Linked DNA regions of Mus musculus: region 1 is linked to region 2. The links are chromatin contacts, called in public HiCAR-type maps. All regions are on one chromosome and are shown on one strand. Each heading gives the region's core, a stretch centred on a gene start, on an enhancer-like site or on the middle of the called end of the contact. The rest is flanking DNA. Distances are from core to core; before and after follow the strand shown. Region 1 has its middle 17 kb from the start of Gm35279. Region 2 overlaps Tnpo1 (transportin 1).

Region 1 (5,080 bases), core at 1,548-4,047, 140 kb after region 2:
GTTTCTGTCAGTGGCAGCTCCACCTGCCCCACCCGTATTTACATTTCTAGTAAAAGTGTGTTCTAGCCTTCTCCTGTCTGTTTTGTTAGGATGTTGAGACCCTGTCTGCTTCTTTCCTACGGTCGTAAACATTTACAGATGCGGAAACTCAGTAAGTATATACCGAGGGGTGGGCGAAGCCGAGACAGACTCTGTAACAGTAGTGTGTGTCCGCATCTGAGGCATTCCTAGTCTTGCTAGGTGCTGCTAAGGCGAAGACATTAATAGTTCAACAGTCTGGTAATATCTATAATGTCGACTCTTCAAAAAACGTTAATTGTTTATTGATCTCTTCTTGTTATTCCTTGAAAACACACATCTGGATCTATAGACTCTCCATTCAGGGCCCATTATCTCCTGGTAGTCATAGTTGGGCAATCTTATGGTGAAGGACAACCCCCTATTAAAACCTTATTTTATCATCTGCCATCACTGAAGAGTAAGTAGACCTCACCAAATGTAAAATATTAAAATAACCTCATACCCATACTCTCTATTTTGCTGATATTAGAATATTTAACGGGTTTTGAATTTTTGCTTCTGGCTATCTGGAATGCTGGTGATTATCATTCTGCTTAATATGAAAGTCAGGGTAGAAATGTATGAAATAATGGCTCTCGAGATTCTGAATATGAGATGGTGAAAGACATATGATATATACACATGTATATATATATGTGTGTGTGTGTGTGTTTAGATGCAGTGAACAAAGAAGGTGAAGTCATGGTGGCCCACCTCACTGTCAGGAGAGTTTCATGGCTGTGTGTCAGGAAGGGGAACCCAGAATAGAGCTTGGCAGCTCTCCAAGTTTAGGTGCTGGAGATGGAAGACCATATAGGCAAGTATTAGAGTCCAAGGACAGAGTCCCAGAGAGGGAAGATATCAGCAGAGAGAGGGAGAGAGACCTCCAGAGATCTGCACAGGATCCTCTCTGGTTTTCAGCTGAGCACCCATCCACTCATGCGAGTGTGAAAACCAGCTGGGTTTCCTGGAAAAAAAAAAAAAAACTATTCGAATGATCAGGGAGAGCAGGTATCTGGCTCTCAGTACCGGGAAACAGAGCCTGTTCCTACAAGCATGGGTGGAAAATGGCATGATTTCCAGGGTCCAGTGAAAGAAGCCAGACAGAGTGAAGCTAATGTTTGCATTCATTGATAAAAAATGGGGAATGAATCCACACATACAAAAAAAACAGATCACTTTGGCTTACAGGCTGCATATTGGTGGTCCAGAGATGCTGTGGGAGGCATTGCAGGGTCAGGCAGGGATTGTCTTTTGGAGAAAGTGAGTGGGTTTGTACTCTATTCTGGTGATAATTTCACAGCGATATACAACCCTCTCTAGAATGTAACCTTAAATATGTGGGTTCTTTTGAATGCTAGTTATACCTCAGCAACACTGTCAAAGGTACAAAATAACTCCAGAAGAGAGATGTTGGCAGCTGATGGCTCCTGGGGAGGGTGAGCCATTTTCCCTTGAGGATGTGGCCATTGGTGGACCACTTATGTTTCAGTGGATGGTCCCACACCCGTGTGCACTTGGGCAGCACGAGTTGGATCTAGTAGGGTATTAAAACCAGAGGACGTAATATTGGGAAAGGAGGACACATTGGGGGATTCCAGTGGAGTTGGATGGGGAAAACAGAGTAGACATGATCAAAAACTCATTGTGTACATGTATAAAGTTATCGAAGAATAAATAAAATTATTACTTACTCATATATAAAACAAATCTTCAAAATTATTTTTCACCCTGTATTTTGCTTTTTTTTTTAAAAAAAAAAGGTTTACTTTGCTTTTAATTATGTATATGTTTGGGTGTCTGTGTGCGTGACCACATGAGTGTGAGTTTCCTCAGAGGTAGGAGAGGGTGTCGGATCGCCTGGAGCTGGGGTTACATTTGACATGGATGCTGGAAACCAAACTCCCATTCTCTGAAAGAGCAGCAAGCAACCTCAACTGTTCAGCTCTCTCTCGTTCCCACATGCCCAGTTCTTAAAATAGGTAGCAGACCACAATTCCATACATTCTGAGTGACTATGGGCCATCATTATGAAGATGTTATTACTGGACCGCCTTTATATTGAGCTCAAGGGGGACACAAGAGCCTGCAAGCCTTGCTGAGCAGCTGTTGGCAGCCGATGACTGTGAGGATGGAGAGACAGTCTTTAGAGATGTAGTCAAGTTGACCATGCTCCAGTGGATGGCTACACACACACCTATGTATGTGTGGGCAGCAGTAACTGGCCTCAGTGCTGGTGTGTGCACGCATGCAGGCATGTGTGAGTGTGTGTGGTGTGATGTGTGTGTGTGTGTGTGTATGGTGTGTGTCGTGTGTGTCACATGACATGTATGTGTTTGTGTGTTTATGGTGTGATATACATGTGGTGTAGTGTGTGTGTGTAGTGTGATGTGTGTGTTTGTGTGTGTATGGTGTGATGTACATGTGGTGTGATGTGTGTGTGGTGTGGTGTGATGTATGTGATGTGTGTCTGCGTGTGTGTATGATGTGATATGTGTGTTGTGATGTGTGTGTGTGTTTGTGTGTGTGGTGTGAGGGGTTGTTGGGTAGAGGATCTGGGAGAAGTTGGAGATGGTGAGTGGGAGATGAATGTGGTCGAAAGTTGAATGAGCTCAAGAGAGATGTAACTGCCCCAGTCTAGACTTGGAATTCTCGTTTGCTCTTTAAGTTGCTCCGTGTTCTCTCTGCCCCATTGCCCACGACCGATGGCATTCTCTAAGTTGGTACTTTGCACAAAGCACCACTGACCTCAAGAGCTCTGCCGGTGCTCACCATTGCTAATTTGTACAGCTCTCTCTTCCCCCACTCCCCTGGACTATCATTGCAGGCTTCTCAGTTTTTGGCTGGTGAAAATGAATAAAAGAATTCAGTAACCTGTTGTTTGCAGTCGCGGTTTCAGTGAGCCCATCTGAGTTGCAGAACCCCCACTGTTTGTCCAGAAATGCTGCTCTACGGATTCTCCCACTGCTCCGGGTGACGTGGGGATTAAAGACCGTGGCTCTGAAGTGTCAGTCACATCGCCCTGTGAACGTGTAAGCCCCAGAGGTGGAAGGAACAGAGTGAGAAAAATGGCCTGTGCTGTGTCATCAGCCCTAAGTATTACAGAAGCGACAGCAATTCCTGTTGGCCATGAAGGGAATTAGAGATTCTCAAATTCCCTTCCCTTTCTTATTTCTTGTACCTGCTTTATCATTTACTCCAAACGCAGAAGAGCTTTCTTTGTGGGCTTGTTGACAGCCCTTCACAGATCTTTCTGGAAAGGAGTGTGCTAATGGCATACTTAATGTCGGTATAAGCCATTGATTTAGGCTTGGGTTGTTTACTGGAACACTGTGTCCTGAATAAAACATAAAAACACACTAAAATGCAACCTCAGAAAGTGAATATTTAAGTAGTCATGAATGAGGAAACACAATCCAATTATTCCCCCCCCCCAACCCCAACCCCCCCCCCCCCCCCCCCCCAGTATACAGAAGGTAGAAATCTACCTCTGGAGGCCAGTACTTGGTTTCAAGATGTCTTCTGCTTCAGGAAAACTCCTCTTAAGAACAAATAGAGAAAATGAAGAATGTTACATCAGAGTGTTACATCAGAGGTTGCTCGTTTAAAATTGCTGTAAAAGGGGCCACCGTATCATAGTAAAGTGATTTATTGGCACTTCTCAGTGAAATGTGGCTGCTTAGGAATGAATTGTGTGAGAACGGTAAATTTGATATCGTTCTCCAGACAAGGATACCCTGAAGTCACCAGCCTTCTGAGGTCCATGGCTCATTTAACCTTTGGTAGGGTTTTTTTTTTTTCTTCATTGTTGTGGAAAATTATTATTCTGCTATTGTAATTAATTAACTTAGCTTAAGGAACTGTGTTTAGAGATCTTAGCCACCATAGCACTGGCCCCAGTTGCCCCGTCCCTCAGCTGGGTCAAGGTTTTTTGCTGCATGAATTTGCAGTGCCCATCACCCCTGTGGGCTGAGGGCGTTTTCTCTGTCTTCTGGCAGTGGATATTTCTGAAAGAGAACAAAGCACACATGACAGTGTGTGAGATCCGAGCCCAGGTGGGATTCTGCCTCTCTCTCTGCCTCTGCCATTGCCTCAGGAGGACAACTCATGACAGAAGGGAGACGAACCGTTCTCTGAGCACCAGAGAGACCAACCAGGTCCTGGCCAACACCCAACTGTGCAAGTCAAACAAATGCTCCATTTTGGCATTAAAAAAAATTTTAAGGGCTGGTGAGATGGCTCAGTGGGTAAGAGCACCCGACTGCTCTTCCGAAGGTCCAGAGTTCAAATCCCAGCAACCACATGGTGGCTCACAACCATCCTTAACGAGATCTGACTCCCTCTTCTGGAGTGTCTGAAGACAGCTACAATGTACTTACAATAAATAAATAAATCTTTAAAATAAAATAAAATAAAATAAAATTCTAAAAAAAAAAAAAAAAATTTTAAATTGGTGGTGGTGGTGGCAGTGGCGGGGGCGGGGGCAGTGTGTGTGTGTGTGTGTGTGTGTGTGTAAATACCAGAGGTCCATATACCAGAGGTCAACATTAAGCATTACTCTCTACTGTATTTTTTGAAACTGGCTCTCATTGAAACTGGAATCTATCAATTTGGTTTGAATAGCTGGCTAGTGAGCTTCAGGAATCTGCTTGTCTCTACCTCCCTAGTGCTGGAATTATAGGCCCACACTGGTGTACTTGGCTTTTTTACATGGATTATGGGGGGATTGAAATTAGACCCTTTTGCTGCCTTGCCCATTAAACACTGTGTGGATGGAGCCATCTTTGAAGCTCTGTGGTTTGGTTTAGTTTGTTTTCTTTTTAGAAAGTGTTTATGGATTTAAAATTTCTTTATTATTTTCTGTGAGTGATAGTTTTGCCTATGTGGATGTCTGGGCATCATGTGCGTGTAAATACCTGTGTGTGTGGGGAAGGGGGGTAGAAAAGGGCATTGGCAATGAGTCACCATGTGGGTGCTGGGGATCACACCTGGGTCTTCTGGAAGAGTAACAAGTGTTTTT
Region 2 (5,148 bases), core at 730-3,229:
GACCCACTCTCATCACACAGCACACAAGTGAGGCTAATAATACACTGCTTAAAGCACTTGGAAAGCCATATAATAAACAAGTAGGACTCTATTCTGCACTATGAAATCAGATGGTAGAGCTTGACTCTAGTGGTACTACATGGAGCCTAAATAACTGCTTCCCTTCTCTATCTTCTAGAGTCTTCACTTAAACAAGTGCAACTGATATGTTTCCTAGTGACCTGACTTCAACTACACAAGAATGGAAAAACCTTTAACATCTACTTGGGTTGTTGAACCAAGCTAGGGTCTCTCTGTGCAGTCCCTGCAGCCCTGGACCTCGCTCTATACACCGGGCTGGCCTGCCTCTGCCTTTCTAGTGCTGGGATGCAGGATGCCCTGCTCCCCCACCACCTTGCCAATGTCCTTCTTAGAAACCTCAACCTTCTGCTAAGTCACAAAATTAGGCGAATCATATTGATAATGAAACTACAAACTGACAGATTCAATTTTTAATTTTATTTTATAACAATCCAAGAATACATCACCCAATATCCCCCAAATACCTATAACTCGGCATACTATTTTTAATGAGAATTTCCTAGTCATGATGAGCAAAACCTAGTCTCTATGTTTAAATAATTCCTCCACCGGGCAGTGGTGGCGCACGCCTTTAATTCCAGCACTTGGGAGGCAGAGGCAGGCGGATTTCTGAGTTTGAGGCCACTCTGGTCTACAGAGTGAGTTCCAGAACAGCCAGGGCTACAAAGAGAAACCCTGTGTTGAAAAACCAAAAAAAAAAAAACCAAAAAAAAAAACAAACAAAAAACAAACCAAAACAAAAAAAAAACCCCTCTAATAATAACTTAAATCTCACAAAACAAAACAAAACAAAAACAAAACTGACCAAGAGGATTTACAATTTAAAAACAGCCATATCTATTTCATGTGTCTTCCCTCAAAGGGGATGCTTTGGTTACCTCGACTATGTTGTGCATATGAGGAAGCAGGCGATCCATCCGGACTTCAAGCAACATCACAAGCGCCCGGCACACGTTCTTCCGCACCTCTGCTTCCTCGTCGCCAGCCAGTGCAAAGAGGTTCTGTTGTACACGAAACACAGGTTCCCTCCTAGTTAGACCATAATTTCTATTTTCTCCTTTTTGATTTTGTGGGAAAAAGTCTCTTTGTGCACTGTGGCTAATCTGGAACTCCTTTGTGCACATACACATCTGGGGGTTGCACAAAGTACGAGTGCCCACAGAGGCCAAGTCAGTCCTTGGAGTTGGAGTTGGTTATGCGTCATCTGATGTGGGTGCTGGGAATGAACTCAGGTTCTCTAGATGAGTGGTACTTCCTCATTAAGCCATCTCTCCAGGCCTAAAACACCACTCTTAATGACAGCCAGGCTTTGTGTGCAGGGTATAGGCATGTAAGTGATGCAGGTAAGTAAGTACATGTGTGTGAGAGGAGTGTGTGCACGTGGAGACCAGAGGTATCCCACAGCCAGTCTATTATACTGCTATACCACCACCACCACCACCACCACCACCATTTTAATTAGGTGAGCTCACTCACTAAACCTGAAGCCTCACAATTCTTCTTGACATTTGTTGGTTATCAAGCTGAAGGGATCTCTCCTCCTTTACCCCACCCCAGTGCTGGCGTTATAGGCACACAATGCCATGCTTGGCTGTTTATGTTGAGTGCTAGAAATCAATCTGAGCTAAAGTCATATTACAGACTGAGCCATCTTCCCAGCTGCTCAGCTGTATGTAATTTAAAAAAAAAATTTTTTTTTTTGGATTGCTGTATGTGCAGTCCTAGCTGTCTGAAAGCTGAGGCAGAAGTTCCTGGACAGCCTAAGCTAGATCCTGTTTCAAAGACCCACCCACAAGCTAATTAACAAACTAATGGCACTGCATCATCCTCTGGGTGTAAGTGCTCACTTCCCTATTGGAGCAGCAGAGGGAGCCGGAGAACAACCCAAGCCTAGATCGTTGCTATTCACCAAGTCAACTACCTACCTACTAGTAGAGAGGAAAGTGAACAGTCACCACTCCTGTGCTAATGCTTATAAACTCCTCTAGAAGGTTAATAAGTGGGAGCATTACACAGAATAGTATATCCAATTGTCACAGCCCAAGATACTAATATTATTCATTTCATAGATTAATAATTAGCAGGGGTTAAAAATGTGCCAGCTGGTAAAGGAATTGAAACTAGCCTGCATGGAATCTTAGGTCCACACTGATAATTTTTGACTATAACAAGTTTTTACTAAGACCAAGCCACCTTTAGGATGGGCACAGAAGCTGGTGCCCTCTGGTTGTCCTGAGAGATCAAGAGTTCAAGGCCACTCTAAGATAGACACTAAAGCGAGAGAGAGTCCGCTCAGAGTGAGCATGTACGCTGTGTCCAAAGTCTAACAACCTGAGATTTGCCCCTAGCATTCAGCTGTTGTTTTGTTTTTTCAAAAGGGGAAAACAAAACAAAACAACCTGATGTAGTGACACTCGTTTGCAATGCCAGCAACACCTACAGTGAGCTGGGCTGTAGACAGAGAAGGCGGCCAGGAAGCCCGGAGGGAGGCCTGACAGTCTGCAGTCTATAGCACAGTAGCAGAAACAGGAAATTCAGTCTCAGCAAGGCAGGAGTGAACTGACAACTGTCCCAGGACTCATGCACACACCACTTCTTACAAATCCTTAAACACGCTGGGCTGGGTGGGGCGGGGTGGACAGGTGGAGGCAGGCAGATCCGGGAAGTAAGAGGCCAGCCTGGTCCACAGAGAGAATTCAGAAAGAAGCTGTTGAGAAAATTAAAATGACTCCATCCCTTCTTAGAATTTCAGCTTTTCTGCTTGCTGCAATCAGGAAGAGGTTCTGAAAAGAAACTGCTCTGCTTATGGACTGTGGCCAGATTATTATTTTTTAAAATAGATTTATTTATTTATTTTATGCATGTGAGTGCACTGTAGCTGTGCAGATGGTTGAGATCCTTCATGTGATTGTTGGGGATTTTATTTAGGACTTCTGCTCACTCTGGTTGGCTCTGCTTGCTCCAGTCAACCCTGCTTGCTCTGGCCCAAGGATCTATTTATTATTATAAATAAGTATACTGTAGCTGTCTTCAGACACACCAGAAGAGGGCGTCAGATCTCATTACAGATGGTTGTGAGCCGCCACGTGGTTGCTGGGATTGAACTCAGAACCTCTGGAAGAGCAGGCAGTGCTCTTAACCACTGAGCATCTCTCCAGCCCCCATGGCCAGATCTTAGTCTCTTTCACTAATCTATCATATTATTCATCCCCGTAGCAGCAGCACCCCCCCCCCATCCTGCCCTCACAAATCCCTCCACCATTACCCACTCCCCTTCTCCTCAGAGAAAGGGAATCCCCTCCTTGGGTACCCGCCTGCCCCCAGGGACATCAAAGTGGCAGCATGATCTTCTCCCACTGAGGCCTGACTCAGTCCAACTAGGGGAAGGGGATCCAATGGCTGGCAACAGAGTCAGAGACAGCCACTCCACTTCCAATTGTTAGGGGACCCACATAAAGACCAACCTGAACATCTGCTACCAGTATGTAAGGGCCTAGGTCCAGCCCCTGAATGCTCTCTGGTTGGTGGTTTAGTCTGTGAGCCCCCATGAGCATGACCTTATTCTTCTGCAGTTATGCCACTAAGACATTATTTAGTATTTAAGAGCTAATAGTTTTCTTGAGTCCTCTATATTTATAATGTAAATCAATAGAAAAACAGAAAGTTATTCCTAAATGGTCTGGCCTGTATACTGAGGCCATTTAAGACTACCATGTAATGCAGTTAACAGTCAGGTCAACATTATGTAGCTGTTCTTTTAGTATGTACCTTTGGATTGTTACAGGCCAACTTCATCCAATCTTACTAAGTATTTTGTGTTTGCTTGCTTCAAAGGTTACTCATGGTCTAGGAAAATCGTGCATGTACAAACTGAATGGTATATTGAAGAAGACTTCTAAACAGTCAAACTAGGAGGCAGAACCACATATATTCACTCCATAACCCATATCTGGATCACATTTCCAATGTTCTAGCACATAAAGAATGCTTTTATTTTCAGCTAGGAAAACCTAGTAACATTGTATCCAATTTGAATCCCATCAGCACTAGTCCAAGCCTGGGGCAGTCTTACCTCAATGAAGGAATCGATGTGCAGCATGAGCGCCTGGGTCCGACTGATGATGAACTGATTGACACATGCAACAGCATGAGACCTAGAAACCAAGGCACACATCAGCATACGCTTACTGTTGTTACAACAAAAGGCGCATCTCTAGAGATACTATGGTGTCTGTAGGATCTGTACAACACCAATGACCCCGTAAGCGGGAACTGCAGTTGTGGAGCACCATAGCTCCACAGCATCTAAAAACAACAGAACAGTGCTGGCATGTAGCCAGTCACTTTGACTTTATTAATTTTGAGTAAGACCTGCGTGGTGCTATACAAATAACACTTACTCAAATAATATAGGGTTTTTTTCTGTGCAGTTTCTTTTCTGTAGAACAAAATACTTTGAAGAGAAACTATGTGCTCTCTTTAGAAACATCTGAACATTTAGTAAGTACAGAGCAAACTTAAGCACAGTTGAACCCATTTCCATTTCAATTCCCATTATGGAATGCTTGTGTGGTGTAGGCCAGATAATATTTAGTCTGTCTTTAACCCACACGTTTAGTGGATAGAACTTTTCATCGTTTCCATTACCACACTGACAAGCTGTTCTGTTCTTATCAGCAGCTCCACACCACTGCGACTTTCTTCTGCATTGAGATGTACCAGAAAATAACTTTAAAAGTAAAGTTAGCACTCCTGAAAGTCTCCACTGTCTAAGGCTCTCCTTGCAGTGCAGCAATCACTCCCCATTACCTTTTATGAGCCATATCTTAAATGAATGTGATTTGCTAAAACACTCAAAAGTTCCTGTTCAAGAGCGCCTAGAACCCAGTATGACACTGTGGTCCCTAAACCAGGGCACAGAGGAACTGCGTGTGCATGGAGTTTACACTGACAGGGGAGATTTTTAAATCAAAGTTTTCTCTTTTTTCTTTTTACTCTGTAGCCCCAGTTAGCTGACCTCAAGCTCACAGATCTACTCTCCTCTGCATCCCAAGATCTGGGATCAAA

Evidence for each region. HiCAR-type assays count read pairs that join an accessible place to other places.
Region 1: a contact with region 2 is called in a HiCAR-type map of kidney, with 5 times the contacts expected there. The contact joins two enhancer-like sites. A contact is called at or near these places in 1 of 15 datasets of contacts at CTCF or cohesin (embryonic stem cells), 7 of 484 Hi-C or Micro-C datasets (the BV-2 cell line, the G1E-ER4 cell line, the N1E-115 cell line and 4 more), 5 of 115 datasets of contacts at active chromatin or transcription factors (bone marrow-derived macrophages, embryonic stem cells and kidney) and 3 of 9 other capture datasets (adipose tissue, liver and pancreatic islet).

The regions. Positions count from the first base shown.
Region 1 is chr13:99,009,089-99,014,168 of GRCm38.p6, forward strand. No RefSeq gene overlaps it. Among named protein-coding and RNA genes, the nearest start is that of Gm35279, 17 kb to the left of the region's middle. Within about 2 kb of position 2,798, at least 5 of the 459 cell types and tissues checked have an H3K27ac peak or open chromatin away from gene starts, as enhancers often do. A contact at or near this core is called in kidney, where this site is marked.
Region 2 is chr13:98,866,087-98,871,234 of GRCm38.p6, forward strand. Tnpo1 (transportin 1) reads right to left here. Exons shown (of 24, transcript NM_178716.3): 7 at 4,154-4,235; 8 at 960-1,082. Among named protein-coding and RNA genes, the nearest start is that of Gm34995, 53 kb to the left of the region's middle. Within about 2 kb of position 1,980, at least 50 of the 459 cell types and tissues checked have an H3K27ac peak or open chromatin away from gene starts, as enhancers often do. A contact at or near this core is called in kidney, where this site is marked.